Linked DNA regions of Sus scrofa: region 2 is linked to region 1. The links are chromatin contacts, called in public Hi-C maps. All regions are on one chromosome and are shown on one strand. Each heading gives the region's core, a stretch centred on a gene start, on an enhancer-like site or on the middle of the called end of the contact. The rest is flanking DNA. Distances are from core to core; before and after follow the strand shown.

Region 1 (3,091 bases), core at 116-2,615:
TGTTGATGCTGTATAATAAAATGTATCAACCTTTCAAAGATCAAAATTTTCCAAATGACTTTTGCATGATGTTACAAAATCATGTGTGGGTAAAAGATCCATTCAAGCACCTGTTGACCAATGGGTTTTAATACCAGAGAAGAAAAACATTCATTTCGTCCTGACATACCTTTCTATTTATTACAGAAGAGCAGTCAAGTCTGATTTGCCGTCATTGTCTGGTGCCTAGGACAGAGTGCGTATGTGGTAGACATTTCTTAAACAAATGAATGAATCAGTATTTAGACATTGGTGTTGGAAATGGATGCCGTCCACTCTGGAGGATACTGAATTAAATTCCATTCCATTTCAATGGATGCGGTCACTTGGAGTGGCATACAGAGTGTCAGGCTGGAGACACCTATGGTCCCATGGTCTTCACCTTCCTTCGCATCTATTTTTTCGGGGGAAGGGCAGTGTTAAAAGATAGCCTGGGATATCTTAACATTTTAAAGCATTTATTTGATAGAGCAAACTTCAATTCCAATTGGCAGTGCCAAACCGGAAGTGTTTAATGGCTATCCACCCAAGGGAGCTGGAGCAAGCCTTACAGCGAAGACTCATGAAGCAAACCAAGGAAATGATTTGATTGGCTACAGCCTAAGCAGTTGCCTTATTTGGGAAAGCCCAGTCGGCTGGTTGTGATTGGTTGTCCTTGGGTTTCTATTTCATAACCTTGTGGCATTTACAGGCTTCCTCTTGGTTTGCTTACATAGGCTGTGAAGGCATTAGAGCTCTTGTAATCTAATGGCCTCCTTGTTTAATTAATTTAATGGGGGAAATGATCCAGGCCACACTGACTTTGTCTTTTTAATTCCCCAAGAGGAGAGTGAGCATTAGTTTTTAAGTGCATTCTCTCACAAGATGAGAAACAATAATTTCCAGATTAAAACAAAACAAAACAGAAAACAACCCAGTAGGTCTGATCATCTAGGACGCTTGGGTGGAAACGTGAGGCTTTTATGAAGGATTTCACTTAGGCAGAGAAGGTTTCACATGAAAGCCAAAGGCATTCTGGATTGATGTTTCTGGGTATATTCTTGTTTCTGTCTATACCACTCCATTCCAGTTCACTCTTTTAAAAGATATAATTTTTAAAGTTGAGGAACAGCTTGTGTAAATTTATAGATGGGACAGAGGGCTTTGACTAAGTAGCTGATTCTGAGTGATGGTGATTTTCCAAGTCTGATTTCCATTATTAGAAAAGGGGAACGCAGTAACAGATGATGTCATCATTGGAACCGCAGAAGCCTGAGGACGGTAGAGGCGCTGCCTCACTCCCGCTGTTGCCAAGCGTTGAAGTGGAACCGTGGAGATGGATGGCTTGGGATAACTTTTGGCAAGCCATCTAAATGTCAGAGCTTGTTTTCCAGGCCCCTGAAGGCTGTTGGTTCCCTTTAAAGACACCCAGGTCTCTATCATATTCCGTAATTTTTTTTCCTTCTTTCCCAAATAGATCACTTCGAACTGTAGCCATTACAAATACAAATTGCAGTTCATTCATAGGACTGAGATGCCATATGCTAACTCACAGCAGTACTTGGAGTAAAAAAAAAAAAAAAGGCAGCAAAGTAAAAAAACTTCCTTCCGTGGCTCCCTAGAACGCCCACTAAGTCTCACCCAGCAGGACTGTTTAGGATGGAGAACAGCTTGCCTGATACCAACGTACTTCCCACCCCATACGGAGTTGACATTTTCTCACTGCATGCGGTTCTCTCCCTGCTCTGCAGATACTAAGCGCTCTGCCTTCCCACAGATTTTTCGAGTAATTAGTTGCTCGCTGCCAGTAAACCCAGCCACTTTTGAGGGACAACACGCATCCTCCTCCCAGTCAATCTTGCTGTTTTTGAGTTGCTGCCAATTTTGCTTCTTCTGGGAGCTGGCAGATGGGTCCTGTCTCTTTCGGCTGATGAAGATGTAGAGGCTCAGAGCTCGGAGTTAAACTCTAACGAGGAACAAAGTTGGACAGAACCTCCTAGGTCTCTTCTAGCCCTAATCTTGCCAGTATTCCCCAAGGTGCTAGCACAGAGCCTCAGTCATCGCGCACACACAGTAAGTATTAATAATTGCGCGTGGTGATAGGGCTGAAGGCATTTAAATGCAGGGTGACAACAGCACACGTTTGCTAAGTGCTTACCAGGGGCCAGTCACCTTCCTAATTAGCGCCGGGAATGTCTGATCCCTGTCAGTTCTCACAGCAACACCAGGAGGAAGGTACTATTATCACTCCTATTTTATCTATTTACTTTTTGTGATTTTTATTTTTTTCCATTATAGCTGGTTATCACTCCTATTTTAGAGATGGGGAAACTGAGGCACTCCGTTGAAGCAACTTGCCCAAGGCTGCAGTTATTAAGAGAAGGAGCTGTGCTCACGTCAGTGAGCCGTGGCTGTCCCCACATCAAAGCCCATGTTCCTCAGGGTAATAATGACAGCAACAGTAATGAAACAGGGAACACTTCTTTGGTGTGTCACTCACTAGTCCGAGGATTCTAGGTAAATCGACTCTTAGAATTTTCACAGCAGGAGGAAAGTACTACTATTAGCCCGCCTTTTACAGATGAGTAAACAGCAACACAGAGACATTAAGAAACTTGCTTGGGGAGTTGCCGTTGTGGCAGAGTGGTTAACGAATCCGACTAGGAACCATGAGGTTGCTGGTTCGGTCCCTAGCCTTGCTCAGTGGGTTGAGGATCTGGCATTGCCGTTGAGTTGTGTTGTAGGTTGCAGATGCAGCTCAGATCCCGCATTGCTGTGGCTCTGGTGTAGACCAATGGCCACAGCTCCAAGTAGACCCCTAGCCTGGGAACTCCATATACTGCGGGAGCAGCCCTAGAAAAGTTAAAAAGACCGAAAAAAGAAAGAAACTTGCTCAGGGTCATGCAACTCTTCAGTGGCAGAGCTGGGACTTGAACCTAGGCTTCAGAGTAGGTGCATTTAGTCATGGGCTAGATTTCGCTACAGATTAACGAGAAGGCTATACCTCCTCACCCACGGCAGGAAGGAGGAGGCAGCTTCCTCCAAGAGCTTTTTCTGAGCCCAAGCTCCAGGG
Region 2 (3,195 bases), core at 147-2,646, 100 kb before region 1:
AGGTCTTGAGATCACATTCTCCAGAGAACTGGCAATGGTCCCATCATCCCAGGGCGCTTAATAGTCTCCTCCCTTGGAAGGAAAACAGAGACCAAACTAAATCACCTGTGACCCTGCGGCCAAAGGAACCCGCGAGGTCCAGGTGAGCGGCCTTGAGTCCGCAGATTTGCCCCAATCGTTGGAAACAAAGTTTCCCTGAGCTGGGCTCCTTGGAGAAGCGCAAGCTTGGCTATACAGCCCAGGTGCTGCGAGGTCACTTGTAACGTCTCCACTTTACCGTGGGCTCCGTCTGCCTGGATGGAGTCTGTCTGCAGCCTCTCCCGGCTCTGAGCCTACCCCTCTTCACAAAAGCGGGGTACGAGGTCCAAACGCAAAGGAAAGCGTCAGCTAGGGGTTAGCAGATGAACTCTGCAAACTGCAGAAACTAAACAACAGACACAAAAACCTGCCCAAGCCAGCACTGAAGAGAGGGTGGGTTAGGGAGGGTACCCACCCTGCAGAGCAGAGGTTGGAGTGGATGGCGGGCGGGAGCCCTTCTCTCGGCTCCACATCCTCCCTCCTCCCCAAGTCCCAGCTACTCGGAGTCGGCCCGAACTCCAGCATCTTTCCTCCCAGCCCTTCTCGGAGCTGCGCTAGGGAAAAGGACAAGAAGAACCGGGAGCGGGGGTCAGTCCCGCGCCCGGAGCGGCGTCGCCTGCACCCTTGCACCAGCTGAGGGCTCCTGAAGTCAGAAAAGGAACAATAGCGGACCCTCGGCCGCCCCAGCCCGCCGAGTCTCCCGCTCGCGCCTTCCTCCCACCTCCTCCAAGTTCAGCGCGGAGGCGCGTCGAGTCCAGAAGCGGGGACCCGGGGGAGTCAGGCGCCGGACCGGCCAGGCAGGTGGGACAGGGAGCTGACTGGGCGCAGCCAGAACGCCCTGCCGGGGGCTGGTCATTCATTCCCACCCGCGCTCCCTCCGCAACCACCCTTGCCTCAGCCGGCCTACGAGTCGCGGGGGCCGGTAGGAGAGGACCCCTCTCCCAACTTGGCTCGTCCTCCCTCTCTACTCTGACCCCCCACCATCCTCCTCTTCCTCTGTTTCTCAATCTGTCCTCGGCAGACAGTTGGCGGCCGGCGGGGACAAGAGAGCGGTGACGGGACCCTCGCAGCCACCCCGCCAAGCCCCTCTGCCCGGCGCGCCGTCCGCGCCTCCTCGCCGCCTCCCTCATCCGAGTCCCAGACACAAAGGCGGGGACCGTAGCCGAGGACCCCGCTCCCGGGAGCTTCCCAACTCTCAGCGCCGCGAACTCACCCCATCGAGACGGCGGCGGCTCCCGGGCCCCGCTGGCTGCGCCACCCCGCCCGCCGCTTCCCCAGGAAAACGCGGCCGCCGGGCTCGCTTCCTGCTCGGCTTCCTGCGCCTCGGTCCCTCCTCCTCCTCCCCCGCTGCGGGGGTCAGTGGGCGCCGCGGCTCCCGGGCTGGGCCGGCGGGGCGGGGGCAGCGGCAGCACCACCACGTGGCCGCCCGGCGCCGGCCCCCGCCGACCCGGATCCCGCGGGAGCGGGGAGGGAGGTGCTAACCATTCCCCTCCCCTTCCCCCCCGCGCGGCCCCAAATTCCGCGAGTCAGGTGATCCGGCCCCGCGCTCCGGCCGGGACCTGCTGGAGGTGCTCCCGCCCGGCGGCCGCCCCCTCCTCAGGCCCGCGCGCCGTGGCGTCCGCGGCTTGCTTTCAGTTTTCCCCAGATCGTGGGACCCTCCCCCGTGGATCTGTTTGAGCCTCATCACCTGAAGTTAATGGAAACCACCGGGTTTAAGACGGATGAGATCCTGAATAGTCTTCCTTTCTGGTTAATGTCCAAAGTCGTTTGTGGTCGTGGGGGTGTTGTAAAGTCACTCATCCGAGCTCCTTTAAGTCGGTTGTTTTCTCCAAAATTCTTGAACAGAAAGTAAACTAGAATACGCTCATATTCTCTGGACTGAACCAGTTGGTTGGAGTGACTGTTCCAAACACTCCTCAGGTGGCAGGAGAAGACTCCCAGCGTTGTGTTGCCCAGGCGCTGGGAAGGAGAAACCGACAGCCTGAACTGAGCGACACCTCTGGGAATGCCCGCCCTGCGAGGTCTGGGATGCAAAGGGGGCTGGCCACACACACACACACCTCCAGAGTTTCTTCTTTACACACACACACACACACACACACACGCCCCTCGAGAGTTTCTTACACACACACATCCCTCGAGAGTTTCTTCTTTCCCCAGCTGCTGAGCCTGGCGTTTGAATGGTGACAGACTCCTCCTTTAATTCCAGGGATTGCAAACCTCTCTACCTCTCACTTAATTTGGATCAGCTTTGCCACTCATTGGTCAAGCTAACCAGCTATGGCTTAAAAAGTCTTTTTTCTCCAAAACCCCTGTGCTTTCCCTGTTAACTCTACATCCTTTGCTGAGGGCAGACAGCTTCTTGAATAAATAAGCAGTATGAGACCTTTTCTGGTGAGATCCACTCTAAATCAATTGAACTTCTTTAAAAAAGCAATTCCAACAAAAATGAAATTCTCCTTGCCAGAGGTCAATTTACAATGTCTCGGCCAGATCTTTAGGACTTGGAGACAGACGTTATCTGTACCCCCTCATCACCCACCCACCACCAAGCCAAGGGGACAGCCTGTCTTAGCTTTAACAGGTGACTTAGCAGAGAGCAGAAGGTGTGTGACTAGTTGCATGGCCTTCCCTTTCTAAATCATAGGTCAGAGGTTCTTTAAAGAAGTGATGAACAGTCGATTTAAAGCAAGATGTACACTCTTCCTTTCATCTCTCTCAAATAAAATCACCCTCTAAAAGACATGTGAACTGGTAAACTTCTTTTTGGTTTAATGCTGGCAGTGTCCACAATACAGATTTTCACTGCGGTTCACATGAATGGTGTACTGTGGGATATTTATTGGGGAACAATACTGCCACGTGCAAGTTTCTGTTCCCCTTTTAGCAGGACAGTTTCCTTCCAGCCGGAGCAACTGGAAAGGTGGGTGTTGGAGTGTGGTAGGCACTATGATGCCTTAGAAAGTTAACCTGTGCATCTAATATAGTTGAAGGAGTTAAAATATCAAACAGTAATTGTGCCAGGCAGGGTCATTAGCCTTTCATTCATAGAAACCCTGTCTGCTGCTGCTGCAGCTGCTGCCTTTTTTTTTTTTTTTTTTTTTTTCCTCTTTTACA

What was found. Hi-C and Micro-C count contacts between places; a contact is called where the count stands out from the background.
Region 2: a Hi-C map of alveolar macrophages shows a contact between it and region 1, with 1.9 times the contacts expected there. The contact joins the promoter of RAI14 here to the enhancer-like site in region 1. A contact is called at or near these places in 6 of 47 Hi-C or Micro-C datasets (alveolar macrophages, embryonic fibroblasts, epiblast stem cells and 1 more).

What each region holds. Positions count from the first base shown.
Region 1 is chr16:20,165,490-20,168,580 of Sscrofa11.1, reverse strand. No RefSeq gene overlaps it. Among named protein-coding and RNA genes, the nearest start is that of RAI14, 100 kb to the left of the region's middle. Within about 2 kb of position 1,365, at least 18 of the 83 cell types and tissues checked have an H3K27ac peak or open chromatin away from gene starts, as enhancers often do. A contact at or near this core is called in alveolar macrophages, where this site is marked.
Region 2 is chr16:20,266,929-20,270,123 of Sscrofa11.1, reverse strand. It overlaps RAI14 (retinoic acid induced 14), which reads right to left and starts at 1,396. Exons shown (of 20, transcript NM_001128462.1): 1 at 1,292-1,396.